3 separate regions of the Mus musculus genome follow, and all the other regions are linked to region 3. The links are chromatin contacts, called in public HiChIP or PLAC-seq and capture Hi-C maps. All regions are on one chromosome and are shown on one strand. Each heading gives the region's core, a stretch centred on a gene start, on an enhancer-like site or on the middle of the called end of the contact. The rest is flanking DNA. Distances are from core to core; before and after follow the strand shown.

What was found. HiChIP or PLAC-seq counts read pairs in DNA pulled down with a chosen protein or histone mark. Capture Hi-C pulls out chosen DNA fragments and counts their contacts.
Region 1: a capture Hi-C map of embryonic trunk shows a contact between it and region 3, with 3 times the contacts expected there. The contact joins two enhancer-like sites. A contact is called at or near these places in 2 of 484 Hi-C or Micro-C datasets (cranial neural crest and nephron progenitors), 1 of 115 datasets of contacts at active chromatin or transcription factors (fibro-adipogenic progenitors) and 3 of 9 other capture datasets (embryonic stem cells, embryonic tail and embryonic trunk).
Region 2: an H3K27ac HiChIP or PLAC-seq map of the NIH/3T3 cell line shows a contact between it and region 3, with 5 times the contacts expected there. The contact joins two enhancer-like sites. A contact is called at or near these places in 1 of 484 Hi-C or Micro-C datasets (uterus), 3 of 115 datasets of contacts at active chromatin or transcription factors (the NIH/3T3 cell line, embryonic fibroblasts and pancreatic cancer cells) and 1 of 9 other capture datasets (embryonic stem cells).

Annotation. Positions count from the first base shown.
Region 1 is chr16:15,051,457-15,054,538 of GRCm38.p6, forward strand. It overlaps the pseudogene Gm46561. Among named protein-coding and RNA genes, the nearest start is that of Gm41423, 61 kb to the right of the region's middle. Within about 2 kb of position 1,620, at least 117 of the 459 cell types and tissues checked have an H3K27ac peak or open chromatin away from gene starts, as enhancers often do.
Region 2 is chr16:15,083,949-15,086,687 of GRCm38.p6, forward strand. It overlaps the pseudogene Gm46561. Among named protein-coding and RNA genes, the nearest start is that of Gm41423, 29 kb to the right of the region's middle. RefSeq lists an enhancer at 644-1,760. Within about 2 kb of position 1,448, at least 109 of the 459 cell types and tissues checked have an H3K27ac peak or open chromatin away from gene starts, as enhancers often do. A contact at or near this core is called in the NIH/3T3 cell line, embryonic fibroblasts and pancreatic cancer cells, where this site is marked.
Region 3 is chr16:15,292,851-15,295,752 of GRCm38.p6, forward strand. No RefSeq gene overlaps it. Among named protein-coding and RNA genes, the nearest start is that of Gm41423, 180 kb to the left of the region's middle. RefSeq lists an enhancer at 1,620-2,902. Within about 2 kb of position 1,636, at least 84 of the 459 cell types and tissues checked have an H3K27ac peak or open chromatin away from gene starts, as enhancers often do. A contact at or near this core is called in the NIH/3T3 cell line, embryonic fibroblasts and pancreatic cancer cells, where this site is marked.

The sequences.
Region 1 (3,082 bases), core at 370-2,869, 240 kb before region 3:
TTAGTTGAAGAGGCAGCTTACAAAGACAAAGGAGATAAGTTTATGGGAGTTAAATAAACACAATATTTTATATTATAGACCCAATGAATCCATTTGCAATGAGTCTAAGAGTTGAAATTGGCTTACAGGATTTTAGTCTCTCCTGGAACACATGAGCAGATACAAGGGCATGCATGTGGTTCCTGGTTCTTTTTCCACTTCAGCACATGTTGCAAGCAAGCTCTGCAGCCCTAGACATTCCTGGATTCAGTAACCAGCCTGTGCAGAGCGGGAAGTTGCGAAGAATGTGTTTAGGCAGAAAAAAATGCATGGGAAGTCATACCCAGAAGAGGTGGGGAAAGGATCCAGCCATGAAGTATAGCCCACAGGACGACAAGTTTTATAGACTGGTTGATGTTGCCACTCTCGCTGGGTTACATTTTGGAGATGTATGCATTCCCTGTGGCTGCTATTCTTCCTGAGCACGCAGAAGCCAAGGTTTACACAAACTAAACTTCCTTCTTTAAGTACCACTTAGTTAACCAGGAACATATTAATTAGTGCAAATTATTGGCATGCCAGAAACGCCTACAGATTAATATTTCAGGAATTAGAAGCCCAGCTGAGCATGAAAATGAAAAGTTGGGATTGGCGACAGAGACAGAGAGAACAAGGATGCTTCACAAGAGGGAGAAACTCATATATCTTTCTGATAATTGGGTCTCTAGAGGCCAGAATCAAGTCCATACATTGCCACACACTCTTGGCATGGCACAGATTTTCCTATGTGGCCCTGAAAGTACACAAAATTCCTCCTTTCTGTGATTCAAGGTAGCTCAATTCTATAGCAGGAAAATATAAATGATTTAAGCTCCTGTTGCGAAAACCAGGTTTTCAGAAGTGAGTTTCAAGGATGACCCTGACCTGAAGCATGCTTTTGCCCTTCCCAGGAGCAAAAGGCCTTTATTCCTGCACAGCATTGCACCCTTACTGCTCAGAATGGAGCTACTCTTTGGGCTTTCGTGACTTTATCCTGTTTGGTTCCTTGAGCATCTCCAGAATCAGAATGGACACCCTGTAAGGCTAAGGGTTGGAGAAGTATGGTGCTAATTATCCAACTACCCCACTCCCTAAGGCCCTGTCCTCACATTCCAAGCAGGCTGGTCACTAGGACTCCCATTGGGTTCCCACAAGTTCCCACTGGGACCCACCGTTTTCTGGACAATCCTAGAATCCCGGCTCTGGCTGCCTTCTGCTCGCTATCTAGGCAGTTGTAGCTCACCCACCCCTGAGTGTCCCTGAAATCCCTAAGCCTTGCTCTCACAAGCCTTACACTCCTACCTTGGTTGAGTCCATGCCCTAATCCTTCCTCAAAAAGACTTCAGCTATTCTCTCTCCATTCTCTTTAAATTGAGTGTCAGAGCCCTGCCAGGTTTGCTAAATCTAGCGCTCACTTTAGGCCAAGCCCCACACGGGTTCGCCCCACCCCCAACCTCAGGCTCTCCCCTCTTCCTACCCCCAGGCTCCTGCCTTCCCCCATCCTCCCCCCAAGCAGTGCTCCCAGCCTGCCTATCATCTTGCTCTAATTGTTTCCAGATTCGTGTGGGAGGTCAGGGCCCGGGAGTGCTGCTTCATGCCAAGTTTATAAACAGAGCAGTGTTTCCAGATGGCCGCTGGCTCCAGCCTGGCGAGCAGGTTGATTGGGACCAGAATAACAACAGGTGGAGCGCAGACAATGAGTTCCTTGACACATATTTACTCCCTTGGCGTTTTCTTTCCTTGCAGCCTCCACTCCATCTGCTGTAGCTGCAGAGGTGGACTTCCACAGCATCAGGTCGGGTGGAGGCAGCGGAATGCAAAGGAAAAAAAAGTCATTTCCCTGGAGAGAGCACAGGCTGGGGGTGGGGAGGTGGGAAGGTGGGGGACGAGGGTGTGGGGAGGGACCTATGCCCCTAGTGGACCCAGCTGTCAGTGAACTGGGGACAAGGAGGTGTCTTTCCTTCAGAACGGATTATGGGAACTGCCTTAGGATTTTTTTGAAAGGGAATGACCTAGAGACCTAAACCCTTGTTATATGAACTCAGGGAATGAAGGAAGCAGGCTGGCCTAGCGGTTGAACCGCCAATGGCCTGCCGAGGAACTGCGTGCAGCCCTGGACTCAGGCTACAGGAGGTCTCCAGAGAAACACAGGATCGTGCAGGGGCCTCACAGAAGCATTTGTCCCCAAAGTCCTTAGACCTGAGTCTAAGTCCAGATAGAAGAGCCTGTCCAGTTGGAATTGAAATCATGAGGTATCCGTGACAGCAGGGGCAGGCTAGTGCAGGGTGGAAAGCTGAGAGTATAGGTTTACAGTCCCTCCCTCAAAAAAAAGAAAAAAGGAAAAACGAAAAGAAAAAGGGGGGAAAAAAAGGCACCAGCAAAAACCAGTGTCCCTGAAAGTAAGAAACATAAATATCAGAAGTAAGTTTTAAGGGCCTCAAAGTTAAATCTAAATTATCTCTGTGTCTTTTGACTCTGACTTTCTGCTTTTAAAATGTAACCTGATACTAGGGCTTTGAAGCTTGGGATCCACAATGGGGCTGTGCGATTTATCTGAACTGACAGGGCAGGGCCGAGGCCCTGCTCATCCGCCCCACACCCCACTTACTACACTCCACAGCACTGCTGCACTTTAAAGCATCTCCAAATGCCAGTCGTGTAAAATAAGGCCACACTTGGTATTTCTCCTAGTCAGGGCAGAATCTTTACACAGGATATTAATCCATATTTCTTTAATTACTTCACTACATTTTTTACAAAACACTTATTGAGGTTTTTCTCTGAAAAGCTCCAAGAATTACATAAGGAATTCTTAAGAAAAATAAACATGTCTTAGACTAAAGAGCAACCAAAAAAAAAAAAAAGAGAGAGTTAGAGGGAATACATTCACAACAGGGGACCTAAATGGAACTCCTGGAGAGGGAGACAGGGCAGACCGTTGAGACTGGTGCAGGAATCTGCTCACATTCCAGCCCTATAAAATCACTGAGCAAGGGTTAACTCAAATCCTCTGCAAGGATGGTTTACCCTGCAGAAGCATCTGTGGATGAATCTGAAAACTTGG
Region 2 (2,739 bases), core at 198-2,697, 210 kb before region 3:
TTTAGTTAATACAAAGTTAATACTCTGATGCAGTGTCCCTGAAACCCAGAACAGGACTCAGAACACCCTAGCACGTCACAGGACGTCACAGGAAGCTGTAACTCTTCCTCTTCCAGCCCCCAGGGCCTTCCAAAACAGCTTACACCCCACCTCTATCTGAGCAACTAGGCCCTCAGAGGTGCACACATTGCCCCCCCTCCCCCCGGAGTTTCTTTTTAAAGTCTGCAAAACCAGTCCTTGCTTGTTAGGGAAGCTCTGTCAGTATCCCAGGATGATTCTGTCAGTAGAAGTTTCTAGACATGGCTGTTAGAATTGCTTGCTGTTGAACTGGAAACATATCTATCTACATTTCATTTTAATTATCGGCGATGACAGTCCAGGCTCTGCCATCATTTTGAATTTTCCCTCTCCACTGGCCATGTCAAAACGTCTTTGTCACGGTTTTACAATTGGCTGATTTCTACTTTCATGAGGTTCTGTAGGGAAAGGCTTTAAGGGCTCACATTCTCAGGATTGGATCCCCAGCTCTGGTAAACCAGGGTGAACCCTAAACCATGGCCAGCCACGCCCTAGGAAGCCCTGTGCCCCAGGAGACAACCAGCGGAGGGCCAGGGCACAGAGCTTGGGGACCACAGCTGAATAGACACGTCCAACCTTCTACACAGAGATTCACACATGCCCTTAGCGTCGTGAACTGCAAAAGCATCTTGTTTCCAATTCTACTGTAGATAATAAAATTAGCTCCCAAATTACCAGAAACTGGAACAAGTAAACACAAAGGCAGGAGCTGGGTTGCCAAGCCTCCCCTTCCCGGCCCAGCAGAGATGAGCTGTGGCTTTGGAGCTGTTTAAATCTAAAGCAAAGCTTCTGTTTTTCTAAGTCACAGTGCTGACCCTGAGCAGATAAAGCACGCTCAGTGACATGGGGAGCAGAGCGGTTATTTTCCAGCAGGGCCAATCTGTTTACATCAGGAAATCCAGCCTGGGCGCACCGGGGCAGCGCGGAGGCGGCCCGGGAGCCGGCCTCCCTCGCGCTCGCCGCCGCGCTGCGCTGGCCCCTGGCGCTCGGCGGCTGACTCCATCCAGATGTGCCGCGGCTCCAGAGTGGCTGCCTCGCGCAGTAAATGGGCATCCGAGGCTCGTCAATCCCGGCCAGAGCAATTGCGGTCTCGCGGGCCGCCCCGCTGGCACGCGGAAACGCGCGATCCAGAGGGGACCGTGGCGGGGAAAGGGGGGAAACAGGGGCGAGGGGGAAGGGCAGCGCACCCCGGCTCAGAGAGGCGCGCTAATGACCGACCCGGGAAATGTGCCTAATACATTTGTACATTTCCTTGTAAATGTTTTACACTTTGAAAGAAAGGAGAACGCTGTATATCATTTGGAAATGTTGGCTGTCTATAGGTCCCTGTGGATATCACGGGGTTAGTACCGCTTGTAACAAGAGCAAGAGAAACATAAAAAAGTTGGGAAACACCGCCAATTAGTCATTACCAGGAGACTGTAAAAACAAGAGAAAGAGAAAGAGGAGGGAGGAGAAGAAATCAAAGAAGAAATCGCCCCGGGGGGGGGGGAAAGAGAAGAAACTAGATGAAGTTTTTGTGGTGTTCTCGGAATTGAATTGGGAAGCAGAACAGCTGGCGGCTTTCTAATCAGGAGCAACCTGCAAACCAGCCAGTTCCAGGGTGCGGACCTTCAGGAGGAGGGGCTGAGATTTCCCAAACTATACCTATTTGCTGTCCCTATAAAACTTGAGCTGGGTCAGTGGGCAGGCAGTGCGCTTTGGAGCAGAACCCAGTTGTGCAAAATCCAAGTCAGACATTTATTTCTGATCTCCTGCCGCCTACACAGTTGTTACTAGCTGAGTCGTAATAAAAAGAAGACAGGAACCATTTTTTTTACAACCCTAGACTTCTACCAACCACCCCCTAGCTCAAGCAGTCTGTCTGTGCCATGCTTGCTCGAAGTGTTTTTAGTTTTACAGTAATTTTGATGTTTCATGATTGATTTTTGTTACTACTTTATTTTTGTTTTGGGTGGCTCCTCTCTCTCTCTCTCTCTCTCTCTCTCTCTCTCTCTCTCTCTCTCTCTCTCTCTCTCTCTCTTTGTTTCCCCATCTGTCAGCTTTTTAGTCAGACTCAAGAATCTAAGACCATGGACTGATGAGATGGCTCAGCAGTTAAGAACACTGACTGCTCTTCCGAAGGTCCTGAGTTCAAATCCCAGCAACCATGTGGTGGCTCACAACCACCCTTCATGAGATCTGACACCTTCTTCTGGCGCATCAGAAGACAGCTACCATCAGAAGACAGCTATCATCAGAAGACAGCTACAGTGTACTTATTTATAATAATAAATAAATATTTGGGCTGGAGTGAGTGGGGTTGACCGGAGCGAGCAGGGCAGATTGGAATGAGTGAGGTCCTACAAAATAGAATTCTCAACAACCACATGAAGGCTCACAACCATCTGTACAGAGCTACAGTGTACTCATATACATAAAATAAATCTTAAAAAAAAAAGAATCTAAGAACATACAGCATCACAGATCTGGTTGAGCCTTCCCATTCTTAACTATGTTGACCTATTTCAATACCCACAAAAATATGGTATACGGCAACTATAAAGTTCATCCAAAGACTTGCGCTCTTTCTTTCAAAGAGGAACTGGGATAGTAGTTGAATTTCCTTGGGTGTGGTGGGAACAGGTTGCTAGGAAGCTGGATCTAGTCCTCCGGGAACAG
Region 3 (2,902 bases), core at 386-2,885:
ATGTCAGGAATGTCTCATCTCACTCAGGACCTGAAAAGTTGCCCCCCACCCCCACACACACACACATACAACTTCCTATCTGTGTTTTGCCTTCTTCTTTGTGTGCATGGCATCTTATGTGCATTTCTCCTAGCCCTTGAAGTTAACTACTACTCTCATTTGTAAGCATCATGCTGGAAATCCAAGGATCCACCACCAGAGGCAACCATGAAGATGATATGCCACAAGATTGCACCTTTCTTACATCCCTCACAGAGGGACTTCTTATGGATTGGGCGCACTATTATCATCCTCTAGACACAAAGCCCATTCATTCTCTCTCACAATGAAAAGGTCAGCTCAGGAACTTTGGGAAGGTCGTGAAACACTCGCCCCTCTGGAAGGGAGAGGCTAATTAGCATTTCTCAAACTACCTATGGGTGGGGACACATTCACTGGTTGAGTGTTGCTCACCTTTAGACAAGGGAAGTCCTTCTCACCTCATTCCCTAAAGACCAATCAGTTTAAAGGGTTCACTGTTATGCCAATCATATTGTACCTAGTTGCTGATGCTCTGTCCTGCCCCTGGAAACCATATAAAAACTCACCAAACTGGTGCTGGTGGTCACCACCTCTCCTTCGGGTCTGGGACAACCCCAGAACAGTGGAACAATACATTCCTCTTGCTTTTTGCATCAATCCTGGCTCCACATGGTTCACTCAGGGGGTCCCTGGTAAGCTAAGGCTCCCTGGTGTCTTACAATAACATGCACTCTCAACAGTGATACCTTTCATCAAGCAAGCCATAAGGAGACCACAAAGTAGTCTAGAAAAAGCAATACTACTTAATTATAAATATGCAAAGGACAGAGCAGTGAGAGTTCAGAGAAGTAGAGAGAAGTAGGGGATGAGATGACCATCATCAGAGCCATGGCATGAGATATCAGAGTATCCTAGACCCATGTCACAGAGTCTCTTTCTAAGAACAGTAGCAAATATTCTGTCCTGGAAGCCATTGCCAGTATTCATGTATGCATGGGAGTAAAGGGAGCCTCCAAATTAAGTAGTCATTAAGCCAGAGGCTCAGGAAACTAGAAAGACAAGGACCTCTGGTTCTTAGTGATGAGTGTGGAACAGCTTACATGCACATAGACTTTGCTTCCATACTCATCTTGATGGTTTCCTCAGCTCTCTTCACACTGTACCATCTGTGTCCTCACCATCTTCCTATCATGGGTACTGATTGTATTATTTGGAGCCTGAGTAAGTTGAAAGCTTGTCTTCTAAGAATAATTTGGAAAATGGAAGACTCTCCATCACTCAGAGGCAAGCACTTTCTGGGCTGGCCTCCACAGTTAAGCCTTCTAAGGTTTCAATACTTTGGCTGCATAATACAGTCAAACAGAGCCCAATCAACAGGAGGAAGCCAGCTCACCAGGAGGTGAGCAGATTCACTCTACCTGCCAGAAACCTGAGATCAGTAATACAGAATAATCAGAATACCAGAGATCTCTAAAGTATCACATTGTGTAACAAGTGTGGCTGCTGCACTGCTCCTGCCTTCTCATGTCTCCTCTACTGGTCTGCTAACAGCCCTGTAGACCAGACCTCTGTGACTCATGACTCATTTGGTTAAATTTTTTATGCATTTTAGCCAGGTTTCCTTTTCTCAATTACTCAGCTGCTCCCCACTGAGTGAGGTCAGATAAGGAATGCTCCCCATACTTAGCCATCCTGTATGCAATCCCAGCAGCCCTTTCATCATTCCCTAAAGTACTCCTCTCCCACAGAAAACCTCTAGCTGCATTACACTCCTGCTTTTTCTGCCGTTGCTTCTGAACATTTTTTTGTTATGTACATTTTTTGATATACATTCCTTTATTTTTTTATATGTATGATTGTTTTTGCTTTCAAATATACATGTGTACCAGCTATGCTTGGTGACTACTGATGGCATTGGATCCTCTGAAACAAGAATCATAGGTTGCTGTTAGTACTGTGTGGAAGCTGGAAACTGAACCTGAGTCCTCTGCTGCAAGAGCATTAAGTACTCTTAACTCCTGGGCCATCTCTCCACCCATCCCCCCTATTATATTTAGAGTCCTTTGAGATTCTGATGAAAGACATGGAGCAACCACCCAGTAGTGCAGCAATGGCTGAGCTGTGTAGTTACCCTAGATCTCTGGCTAAACACTTTCTTTGTAAATGTTTCCAGAGCTCCTGACACAGTGAGTATCACTGATCATTATTGTAGAGAGTCTCGTAACAGCGCCACACTGTGGATATTACTAGACTCTTGGCAGGAAAGTAGTCAGGATACACCCTCTGGGTGCCTGGCCCTCATTCTCTTAACCTTTCTCCTACCAGGCCTGAAGCTGGGTACAAACATCCAGAAAAAATAAGACACATGGCTTGGGGAGAAGGGAGGGATTAGAAGCTATGTAATTCTATCTAATATTTGAGGCTTGGCAAGGGCGCCTATGGGATTTCATGAAAACCCCCGAAACTTTTTCATTTCAGAGCAATTAAGCAGACCCCAGCGTCCTGGCTCCACTAAGCCGTTCAGCTCTGGTTTTATTGCCCGTTTCCTGCCCTCTTGCCAGCACTAGCTCTCATCTTTGTGCTTGAAATAAAAAACCCACTCTGTTTTGGTGCCACAGAGGCACCCACAAGCAAATGTGGGCTATCTAACAGGCCCAGGCAGGCTGATGGCGCACATGTGGCCCCAGGGTCCCACAGGCACTGCTGTGTGTTATAATCAGAAACATCCAGCAGTAATTTAATAGTTCCCACCAAGCAAAGAGGCAGAGTGGAGCAGTTCCTTCCTCCATATACTTAACCCTTTGAGGAGGAAAGAAGGGTCAAAAGAAGGAGAAATTCATCTTTCTACTTGCTACCCAGGGACTTTTTGCTTCTCTTTTTG